Linked DNA regions of Mus musculus: all the other regions are linked to region 2. A link is a contact called in public promoter capture Hi-C data. All regions are on one chromosome and are shown on one strand. The core of a region is the stretch at or near the end of the contact, and the rest is flanking DNA. Distances in the headings are between cores, read along the strand shown. Region 1 has its middle 690 kb from the start of 5031426D15Rik. Region 2 holds the start of 5031426D15Rik (RIKEN cDNA 5031426D15 gene). Region 3 holds the start of Echdc3 (enoyl Coenzyme A hydratase domain containing 3). Region 4 has its middle 610 kb from the start of Gm30904.

What was found. Promoter capture Hi-C pulls out the DNA fragments that hold promoters and counts their contacts.
Region 1: a promoter capture Hi-C map of hippocampal neurons shows a contact between it and region 2, with 2.9 times the contacts expected there. The contact joins the enhancer-like site here to the promoter of 5031426D15Rik in region 2. A contact is called at or near these places in 7 of 39 promoter capture datasets (3T3-L1-derived adipocytes, the C10 cell line, the HPC-7 cell line and 3 more).
Region 3: a promoter capture Hi-C map of embryonic stem cells shows a contact between it and region 2, with 3 times the contacts expected there. The contact joins the promoter of Echdc3 here to the promoter of 5031426D15Rik in region 2. A contact is called at or near these places in 7 of 39 promoter capture datasets (the 3T3-L1 cell line, 3T3-L1-derived adipocytes, embryonic stem cells and 3 more).
Region 4: a promoter capture Hi-C map of hippocampal neurons shows a contact between it and region 2, with 3 times the contacts expected there. The contact joins the enhancer-like site here to the promoter of 5031426D15Rik in region 2. A contact is called at or near these places in 9 of 39 promoter capture datasets (the 3T3-L1 cell line, cranial neural crest, hematopoietic stem and progenitor cells and 6 more).

The regions. Positions count from the first base shown.
Region 1 is chr2:7,618,717-7,621,416 of GRCm38.p6, reverse strand. No RefSeq gene overlaps it. Among named protein-coding and RNA genes, the nearest start is that of 5031426D15Rik, 690 kb to the right of the region's middle. Within about 2 kb of position 1,301, at least 29 of the 459 cell types and tissues checked have an H3K27ac peak or open chromatin away from gene starts, as enhancers often do. A contact at or near this core is called in hippocampal neurons, where this site is marked.
Region 2 is chr2:6,927,417-6,930,116 of GRCm38.p6, reverse strand. 5031426D15Rik (RIKEN cDNA 5031426D15 gene) reads left to right here and starts at 1,395. Exons shown (of 1, transcript NR_027890.1): 1 at 1,395-2,700. It also overlaps a transcript of Celf2 not described here.
Region 3 is chr2:6,211,545-6,214,244 of GRCm38.p6, reverse strand. It overlaps Echdc3 (enoyl Coenzyme A hydratase domain containing 3), which reads left to right and starts at 1,251. Exons shown (of 5, transcript NM_024208.4): 1 at 1,251-1,454. The coding sequence starts at 1,285. All of the region lies in intron 1 of A230108P19Rik (RIKEN cDNA A230108P19 gene), which reads right to left.
Region 4 is chr2:7,732,945-7,735,644 of GRCm38.p6, reverse strand. No RefSeq gene overlaps it. Among named protein-coding and RNA genes, the nearest start is that of Gm30904, 610 kb to the left of the region's middle. Within about 2 kb of position 1,359, at least 21 of the 459 cell types and tissues checked have an H3K27ac peak or open chromatin away from gene starts, as enhancers often do. A contact at or near this core is called in hippocampal neurons, where this site is marked.

The DNA.
Region 1 (2,700 bases), core at 52-2,551, 690 kb before region 2:
GAAGAGCTAAGCTTAAGCCCTCAGAAACCAGGGAGCATCTGAGTGTGATGGTGGACATCTGTGATCTCTGTGCTCCCACAGGAAGATGGGACGTGAAGACAGAATCTCTAGAGGTTTGTGAATCACTGACACTGTTGTACACGGTGGTGGACAAAAGCTTCCTCTTGAACAAGACAGAAGGGGACGACCAACACTCAAAGTTGTCCTCCCTCTGAAGTGTGCCATGACAATCTCATGTCTGTGTTCTTATACATAGATGTGCATGCATGCATACACACATAACTACCCGGGACATCTGCATGACCACTATATTGGAAGATTCCATTGGACTGTGGTAGGGTCATCAGTTGGTACAGGACTTAAGGCAATGATTTCTCTACTCCATGAAGGTGTTGCTAGCTAATAGTATAGTCATGAAGTGTAGGATCCCCTGAGTCCTTGCCTTATCCATGCCTGAATACTTATGGGCCGTGTAAATGTATATGTATATAATTTTAAATTAAAAAGTTCATAATAGGCCTTAGGAAAGACAATCAAGGTTGACTACATTGGCATGCATACTCATATGGCTATGAACTTAAACATATAAATGTATACAATGTGCATGCACATGTAAAAGGTGAATCCAAAACAATAATAATTGGCAAAAAGATAACTTTGTTCCAGAAGAGTCTAACTAAAAGGAAAAGAACTGTGATTTATATTAATTATTTGATAGGGTTGGCCTATTATAAACTGTCATCTATATCTTCAGTATCTCCTCCAGTGTTTCAACTTGTTTATAGATCTTGAATGGCATCCATTTATATTTGTGAAACTGACTCACTGTTTGAGGCAGGGAACTCTTTCACACCAGTGAAATGGTGACTTTCTCACAGTCCTATTGATCATTGAGATGCAGTAACTGACAGAACCCAGTGATTTACTCCCCACCCAGCAGGAACCCAGCATATCATCTGTGCAAGCACCTGATCTCTACTTGAGAAGCCTAAGACATCCAAGAGCGGGGGAAGACAGATGTCCAAGGGACAAGCAGTCAGGTAGACAACAATCAATTCCATGAATTGTCAGTTTTTGCCTCTATCCCGGGTCCTGTCACATTCTCCAGTACTATTTAGAGCGGTCATTTCAGCCTTTGTCTATTTGATCACCTGTCTCCTTTGTCAGACCCAGTGAGCCATTTGGCAGCCATGGCTGTGGCCATCTGTGCTGTTAGAACGAGGCGCTTTTCCCAGTGCTTACCCAGCTTTCTCATCCAGAGATTCTTGGCTTGAAGGAGTCAGGTGCTTCCGATTTCTGGGCTTCTTGCCACTGTCTGGGAGGGTTTCACATCGTGGGCCAGCTTTTGCAGTAGAAGGATCTAGAGGGGACTGTGCTTCTTTTTCATTCCCAGAGTACTGACATTTAGTTGGCCGTCCCTACTGGCTTGCTCTATTGACCTTTCTGCTTTAAGTGGTTTACTTTATTACTGAACGTCCAGTCTGCCTAAGCACACAGGAATAGGCATAATCTCAGCAACAGCAAATGATGAATCCACTACTCAGTTTTCTTGAGAAATGTAAATTCATACTAAGTCAACGTAAGGTCATTACAAGGGAATTTTCAAGTTTTAAAATATTATAAACAAGTCTCCAGAGCTGCAGGAATAACCTCACTTAAATATTTACCTTTAGAATATTTTTAAATCACCAGTGCTTAGAGAAACAAAGCTACTTGCTTTTGTACCAAATCAAGAGAAACCTGTTTTGTAACATATACCATCTGTGGAAGATGATCCTCCTACAACTCTGGGATGCCATGATTTTAACAGCCTTTTAGCTTGGTTAATTTTTGTCTTTAAAAATATTGGTTAAGTTCTGTATAACTACTAATTCAATATGGATATTTAAAATTTAAAAAAAAAGAAATATGGTGGTGTGGTTACTGTGTGGAGCACAGTCCTATCATTTAGGTCAAAGTGGGATGCTGATATACCCTGTCTCAGGAAAGATATTAACAATTTACTGAAACTGCTTTTCCTGCTCTTTGATTCTGCTTAAGTACAGAGAAAAATATGTTCTTTCCCTTCTAGATTATTGCAATATCATAAAAACACAAGTAATTAATGGCCATAAAGATCTCAGAAACATCATGACATCATAAAAAAGTGGAAAGGAAGTGTATTAGATTGCAATAAATTCCCATTCATCTAGGCACTTTTAATTTAAAACTAGATGCAACTGGGAGAAACACTTCAGATGCTTACAGATGCACCACGGTGTGAAAGAGAAATTTACTAGCAAGTTGAGAGGGTAAACACATTTTTAAAAAAATACACATGATTACAATCTCTTGAGTAAGTACTTAAAAGTAAAATATGAGTCTAAACTCACCAGATTCGCTGTTATCACAACAAAGATATCCTGTTAGTTGTAGACAGTGATTAGACATTTTTAAATACCTTCTTATTTCATCTTGGGAATATGACTATAATATGACACTAAAAGTATATATTCTTTTTTCTTTGAAATGTATGGAAATTGCTCATTCACATTTTTAAGAAGAATAGCTACTATAAATATGCAGTGGGTATATTTGTAAAACAATATCCCATAATGGATTGAAAAGAATCATTTAATTTTGACTTGTATTTGAGAATACCATAAGCTATAAATTTTCATGTAATTCGAATACCAAGGATAGAAAAAAACATTTTGGGGG
Region 2 (2,700 bases), core at 146-2,645:
GGCCCCATACTAGCTTATAGATCTCTCTTTAGGGAAGTTACCTTTTCTCAGGTAACAGCTGCCAAGTGGTCAAGTAGGTATATGCCTCAGAGGAACTCAGACTTGGAGCACACATCTCTTTCCCCTGCATATAAGAAAAGTGGCTTGAAACCTGGTTATTGGCTTCTGTGAGCCTCGCTGCTAGCTTCTCTGCCATCTTATTAAATGCTGTGTACTGGATAAGGCAGTAAACCACCTGATCTAAAAGAACCACAAAAAGTGGATTGCACACAGTAGATGGCATTAAGATCTCACATCCTCCTGTAATGAGCCAGACCGTGCTTCCCCACGCTCGCTGTCAATGGTCCCACTCCACTCCACTCTCCAGCGCCTCAGGATTTAGTATAGCATACTCCACAGGATGACCCTCAAAGTCCTGCAAGGTAGCCACTTTCTTCCTATTCTATTTGCTTTATGGCACTCTGGACTTCTAGTCTTTTCCACATCTGATCAATCTTAGTCTCTACGATTAAGCCAGTCTTTCTGATGATTCACTCGCACTGCCTTATGTATTTCTATGTGACCTATGGTACTGGGCAATTTATTGGAAGACATTTATTATAGGTAATGGTACATTAATGGTATAATAGAATTAACATTTGGTGCATACGCATCTTCTGGGAGTCATCTGCTCTGTGAAGGATGACCCTCGATGCCTTTGTCTGAGTCTAAGAGGATGAACGCACTCGCCAGTGAGTTAAAGCTGTCAGAAGCCCTGTTACAGGGCTGGGAGAAGGAATCAACCTGTAAAGTGCTTGCAATCCAAACCTGAGAATCCTGAGTTCAGAGCCCCAGAAACCACATAAAAAACCACGTGTGTAACAGGAACATCCTCGTGCTGGGGGTGTGTGTTCTAGGGGCCTGTTGACCAGCCAGTTAAATAAACTGGCAAGCGCCAGAACCAATGTGGATCTCTGTGTCCAAAAGGAAGTTGGAGAACAATAGAGAAGGAACTTGTTGTCAATCACATATCTGTACACACACACATACACACACACACACACACACACACACACACACACACACACAAAGAAACTTCTAAACTTGACAAGGTCTGCTTTAGCTAACCATCAAGCTAAGCTTTGGCCAATGGATCCTGTCTCTTCAGCTCTTCTGCCCATCCCCCCTTCCCTTTGTCTCCCGCAGAAAAGAGAAGAACAGAGTGATTGATTTCATCTTCAGAGGACACTGAAGTGTTCAAGGCAGACCTCATGAAATGATGTCCCATTGGTCTTTGCATTGTTCACGTGATTTCATAAGAGAAAGAACTTGGTGTTTATAAACTGATCAGAGAAGACAGAAACTCTTACCACAAGCTAACCTTTTGTAAGATTTTATGCACATGTGTGTGTGTGTGTGTGTGTGTGTGTGTGTGTGTGTGTGTGTATGTATGTATGTGTGTGTGTGTACCATAGCATGCATATGAAGGTCAAAGGGCAATTTACTGGAATCAGCTCTCTCTTTCCACCATGTAAGTTCTGAGTTTCCTACTCAGGCAGGCTTGATAAGAAATGTCTTTACCTACAGAGCTGTCTCACAGACTCTCGCCTTTAACTTCATTTCCTCACCTTCCAAGTGGATAATCATAGTCACAGATATATCTCTTTGTCCTCGGCATCAAATGGGAGATGAACCAGAAGTCACCCTGCAAAGTCTGATCAGAGGCACCATCTTGGTTATCTGTCTCAGGGTTGTTTATGGCTTAAGGGAAATGCTTATGAAGTGTTAAACAGTCTTGGAGGGAGTCGCTAGACTAAATGTGAGTAATTCCTTAGGAGTCAGTAATGGGGACTCTCTGAAAGCTGTACTTTGGAGAAAAAAAAATGTTTACACCGAAATAAGCATGAATCTGTATCTCCGTTTCTGTGTCCATCTGTCTAGAGAGAAGGGTGTATGAAGGGAATTTGACAAGTTTCATCTGGAGAGGAAAACTTGCTCAAGCATGAGGATGCTGTTTCTCTGAAATCTGCACTTGGCTTCTTCCCAGGGATCTGACTTCTCCTGGGCTTTGCAGCTAAATTCTCAGGGATGTATCCTCAGAAGTACTGTCTGTACCAATTCAGCTGCTTCTAGAATGAGCCACATTTCAAAAGAGAGAAAAAAAAAAGAGAGAGAGAACAAACTGAAGAGTCAAGGAGATGAAAGTGAGAACACCAGCCATATGCCCAAGATATTCTCCACCATACCCTGGGGTTCTCCAGAGCCAGCGTATGGAGTGTGGAGCATCCTGGGGAAGCTTCCATGGAGAGACTCTAAGTTGGGTAGCTCAGTTTTGAAGGATTACATCACAGTCTGCTTCTCAAACATGTTAGAAAACAGAGAAAGAACAGGCCCACATTACCCTGCTGTGTATGAGGCAGGTGCTTTTGGTGGTGTGTTTTAAGAACAGGCTGATAAATTTCCCCTATCCCAGCATGTCCCAGACCAACTGTCATTATTCCTTGAGTTACTTTATGTTATGAATTTATATATATATATATATCAGTTACCAAAGTCAGCTCAACTTTATCAACCCATTTCCATATTGTGCTTTACTGTCAATAAGAGGTTGTGATTACCTTCCATAAATATTTGTTTAACTTTTATATTTTGTGTTCAGAATACAAATATTCTTTTCTTTTTTAAAGCAATATCACATGTATTTTACAAGTCCAATCAATC
Region 3 (2,700 bases), core at 2-2,501, 720 kb after region 2:
TTTTGTCCTGTTATAAAGCTGAGGATGACAGCTTCGCAGTGGGCAGTGACGGTATATGCTTTTAATCCCGGCACTCACGAGGCAGAGGCAAGTGGATCTCTGTGGGTTTGAGGCTACCCAAGTTCCAGGACAGCCAAGACTACATAGAGAAACCCCGTTTCAAAACAAAAGGAAAAAACAAGCCCCTTGTGTGACTTTTTCTAGGATGACATCCACAGAGCAAAGAAACGATTCTACCCAAGGCTAGCTTAGGGAACCGGTAAGTCTACTGGGGTTACCTCTGTAGGTAGGGGTGAGGAGCTACTTGCAGGAGCACAAAAGACTCAAAGGCAGCTGCATGGATTAAAATCCCACAGCAGCACACATAAGACTCACAGAGGCTGCATCCCTGATGCCCCTTCAATGCCTTGCAGGTTGGTCATCTTATAGGACACCCTTGTAAATCTTTTTACTTTCTGAGATTTAATGAATGTATTGTATATACTGTATATCTTGTATATACTGTTATCCTTGCAGAACCCATTGGGAAAGAGTTCGGGCTCCTGGGATGGCACCTCCCTCTAGAAGCAACAAGATCTTAAGAGCTAAGATTATTTATTCTGTGTCTCCCACAAATACCCACATTTGCAAGAATTACCACACCGCAAGGATTTACTTAAAAGCCTTTCACTGTAGGATATGCCTCTCATCTAGCCACTGGGATCCTGAAACGGATTCCAGGCTTCCCCTGGGCGAATGTGGAAAGCCCAAGCTATAAATACCGGTCTCCCGCGTCTGCACGGGAAGATGCAAAACATTCAAAGTTATAGTAGGCTAAACACTCCTTGTGATCCAGGATCACCCACAAGGCATAGGAGAGTTTCCTGTGGGAGGCGTGGGCGCAGCAATGTGGTACATAGCTCCTGCCACTCATCACCGGATGACACTCATTTCACAACATCCGGCACATTCCTGGTGTCGCTACACAAAGAAACGAGCCAACCCAGTTCTCCCCTCCCTTAAACTCCTTCACAGCCTGACTAAATCAAACAAATCACTGGCTCTGGCAAATGAGTTTCATTCTGTGACCTACACCCAGGGCAGGGCCCCGAGCCCCTCCACCCCACCCGCCCCGCTCCACTAGTTTCGCAGCCCGGGTTTGGGGGCGTGGCTCCAGGAGAAGGACACCGGGGCAGGGCTTTGGGGGTGGGGCCCTGAAGGCGGGGCTCTGAGTGACCAGGTCTAAAAGGGAAAAACCCGAGGCCTAGGCTGCTTGCACAGTCAACCTTGCTTTTCTTGGCTGCAATGGCTGTGGTCGCAGGCCTTCGGGCCTTTGGGGTGAAGTGGCCCAGCTGGCTCAGGCGCAACCCATGGGCCCCTCTCTCCGCCGGCTTCTGCAGCCCAGGGTCAGCAGGACCTGCGGGGTCGGAGTCAGAGCCAAGGCTCACCAGCACGCGACAGCAGGACGGAATCAGGTCAGCCTGCAGGCAGTGCCAGGGCTCTCCCTGGAGTTGGGAGCCAGGACTCGGGATCAACAGGCCTTGCCGCCACTAATCCTGAGTTATTTGTCACTGTTCTTTTCGATTTCATCTCGAAAAGATGACATCTTTGGTGGAGGAATCCTTGCATACTGAGTTTACAGGTGTCCCTTCCCTGTGCACACTAATACGAGGCACATGTGAGGGTTGTAAGTGAAAACTTCCTGGTGGCCCCCTAACACGGCTACCGTGCCCAGTTGCCCAGTCGTTTCTGAACATTTCTGCTGGCATGAGCACACATCTATCGCAACAGCCGTTGCCATGACCTCCAAGAAAGCCTATCACAAAAGATCCATGCCCTTACAAACAAAATCAGCAGGCTCCAGGGTTAAGGGCATGCTGAAATGCAGGGTGGGGGAGGTCAATAAGTAAGGATACAGGGCACATGCCCTGATCTCTGCCCCCTTGTGCCACAAACCTAAAAGCCTTAAAGTTTTGTTTGAATCCGTGCACAACCTGGATGTAATGAAGACCCTTTTCAGGCCTGGGCAGCACAAGGCTGTGAAGAGCTACGTTTCCTTGTTTAAGAGCTACAGGTGGAGCTGTTTAAGTGATATGCCCCCTACTCCAGTAAATAGCTCTTCTTAACCCTAGAAGATCATGTTTCACTTTTTAATCCTCACCCAAACTTTTATGTGGTCCTCCAAAAGAATGGAGAGCCAACCTCTGGCCTTTGGCTCTCCCCACACCTCCCCTTCACCCTCAGACCTCTCTATTACTACAGCCTTTAAGGAGCTTAGCACACAGGTCTGCGGATACCCATCCAAGGTGCCCATATTCTGTCTGTCCCCTAACTCCCTACAGACAACCATGGGTGGCCACCACAGGGGCTAAGCATTGGTGGGGCTCAGTAACTAAAGAGCAATCCCATTTCCTGTGGACTCCTTGGCCATCAACAGAGATAGAAACACTCCCAAAGAGAGCCTTAGGGGGCTCTGAAATGTAGAGCCTTCCTTTCTGATTTTTTTTTTTTTTTTGAGACAGGGTTTCTCTGTGTAGCCCTGGCTGTCCTAGAACTCTCTCTATAGACCAGGCTAGCCTTGAACTCAGAAATCTGCCTGCTCCTGCCTCTGAAGTGCTGGGGTTAAAGGCGTGCGCCACCATTGCCCGGCCCTTTATGATTTTTAAAGAGAAGCTTCTAATACTAATACTATAGTCATAAGCTGGGTGTGGTAGCACAGGC
Region 4 (2,700 bases), core at 110-2,609, 810 kb before region 2:
GTTGGTTGGATTCTAAGCAGTAGTGTGAGAGAGCTTAGCCTAGCATAGCGGCTTATCATCCAGCAATGGGAAGGTGGACACAGGGATGGCTAAATTTACAAGCCTGCCCATGCAACCAAAGTCAGTAAGTAAATCTGTCTCAAAGTAGTGGGATGCACATAAGAAATAACACAGAGGTTGTCTACTAGTCTCCACACGCCCATGCTCAGATGTATGTGAATTTGTTCACACATGTGTATCTCTGAACATATATAGACATAAACACACATGCATGCATGAAAATCTTATTATTTTTTTTCTTGTTTCTATGAGGTGTTGCTTAAGGATGTGGGTATGCTAGGAATTCATATTTAGAGGGATGCAGTTATGTAAAAGTTATAGAGAGTTTCTCTAGTCAGTTTATGTTACTATAACAAAGCATCATAGACCAAGAGAATTAATGGGATAGAGATTATTTCTCATAGCTGGGACTACAGGTCTGACATTAGGGTGCCTGTGCAGTTGGGTTCTTAGTAAGAGTTGCTGCTGTGTTAAAGGATGTTGGATGCTTCTTGTTTCTTTTGTGCTCTGAGCATAAATAGCAAAGTTTTTATTTTGCCTTTTACCAGGGTAGCAATTCCCCTCAAGAGGACTCTAGCTTCATGACCTTTTTAACTCCCAAGAGCCTATCTCCAGAAAGCATCACGCTGGGGATTAGCATGTAAGTATGATGGGAGCAAAGACTTAGAGCTGACAGCCTCCTTTGCTTCATTTAAAATTTTTCTTTTTAGAATTAGGAAAGAAATGGATGCACAACTTAGCAAGAACTTGCCGCTTCAAATACGCACATATAACTTTTAATGTACACAGATGGAGTTACAGGTGCCAGAATCCCTGCTCAGGATAACTGTAGGAAGCTGTGTATACTGTTGCTGGGGTGGGGGTGGGTGGGGGGAGCTTCCCCTTTGTTATGCTAGTGGCAGGGACTTTATCCCATTTACCCAGAAGCCTCTAGGCAACTGCAAATAATGCCAAGGGACCATGCTGCCATATGGCTGTTATGCAGTCCTTTCTGAAGGTGTCACCCAAAGGGGTTCTCTGAGGACTTACAGCCACGTGCAGATTGCTTCCCCCCCTCTCGCTGCCTGCTTCTTTCCTCCCCCGCATACCACCCGCCTTCCTCTCTTCCCTCAAATGTTCTGTAGCTGTCAAGTTTCTTTTATAGAAATAAGTGAAATTATAATGAGACAAGAGATAGACGTGCCAGAGATGAATAGAAAGACTTTATGGAATTGCTGCTGTATCTGAAAGCCTTAAAGAGGAGGCAGGAGGGCGGATAATGGCTGTCACCCTGCACAGGAAGCACTCCCCTGGCACATTTGACTTTCAAAACTGCTTCTGATCCGTTCATAGGAAGTTGGTGCTGTATTAAACTGCATCGTACAGAACTACACTGTAGAGGCAGGGAAAAGTCAAGACCCTGGAATTCTCTTCTGAAAAACCTCATCTGAGAGCCAGAGCTTCTCATTTGGAAAGGCTACCTTGTGGCATCTTCCTAGAGTTTTTGGTTGAGGACCAGTGTCCTTCCCATGTCCTGTTTTTCATAGCATGGCTTGTGCTCTGTTTTATTAGGAAAGGAGAGTGTACTCGTCGTTATGTTATGAAAGTATTGCTCTTTTCACCCATCAGCTACTAGACTGAAAAAAATTGCCTTATTATGAAGTTGATAGTGAAAGTTTCAGGGAGCAGATGTTCTAATTACTCCAAACATGCCCATCGGATAAAAAGAAAGTCAGAATTTTACTTGTGAGAATACCAAGCAGGAATTTTTTTTTTAAAGTGTGTGTGCATGTGCATGCAAGTGTATGTGTGTGTGCGTGTGTGTGTGTGTGTGTGTGTGTGTGTGTGAGAGAGAGAGAGAGAGAGATGCGCTTGTACCACCACAGAGCTCATGTGGTCAGAACAAAAATATGAGGAATCTTTTTCTCTCCTTCTACCATGTGGGTCCTTGTGATTGACCATAGGAACTCATGTTTGGCAGAAAGTGCCTTTCCCCATGGAATAGACTGTCTTGCTGGCCCTGAAGGAAACATTCCCACATTTGTGTTTTTGTCTCCTTTGTCTGTGCATCTCTTCTTTGCTAAAAATAAACTCATGAACCTTAATTCTATTGTTCCGTTTTTAAAAGTAGGAGTCATAGAGTTAGGTGTTAAATGATGTTTTAAAATTAAAGAAGGGCCTGCTATGGTTGTGCACAATTTTGTTACTAGCATTTGGTTGGCAGAGACAGATGGATCTTGGAATTTGAGGCTATCCTGTACGACAGAGGGATTTCAGAGGTAGTGAGACTTACAAAATGAGACACAGCAGCCTATGGGGAGGGGGAAAAAAGAGCAAAGTGGGACCAGAGCCTGGCATGCATGATTCTCCAAAGACAGAAGGAGCTGTTTTGATATGGATCTGAAGTTTACTGAGACACACAGAGAGAAAATGAATGCAATGTGATTTAACTGTATGAGCCGGAGCCCCACTGGCCAGCCATTTTACCCTAGTGAGCCCCAGACTGTAAGTCTCAAACCCTCACCCTTGGGCAAATGGCTCAAGTGACTATTTAACATATGAAAATAGGCCTGGCTGCCAGGTTCTCCCAGCATCCCTCAGTACCTACCTGTTACAGAGTATGGCTAGCATACCTCACCCTCTACCCTAACTCTCCAGCCC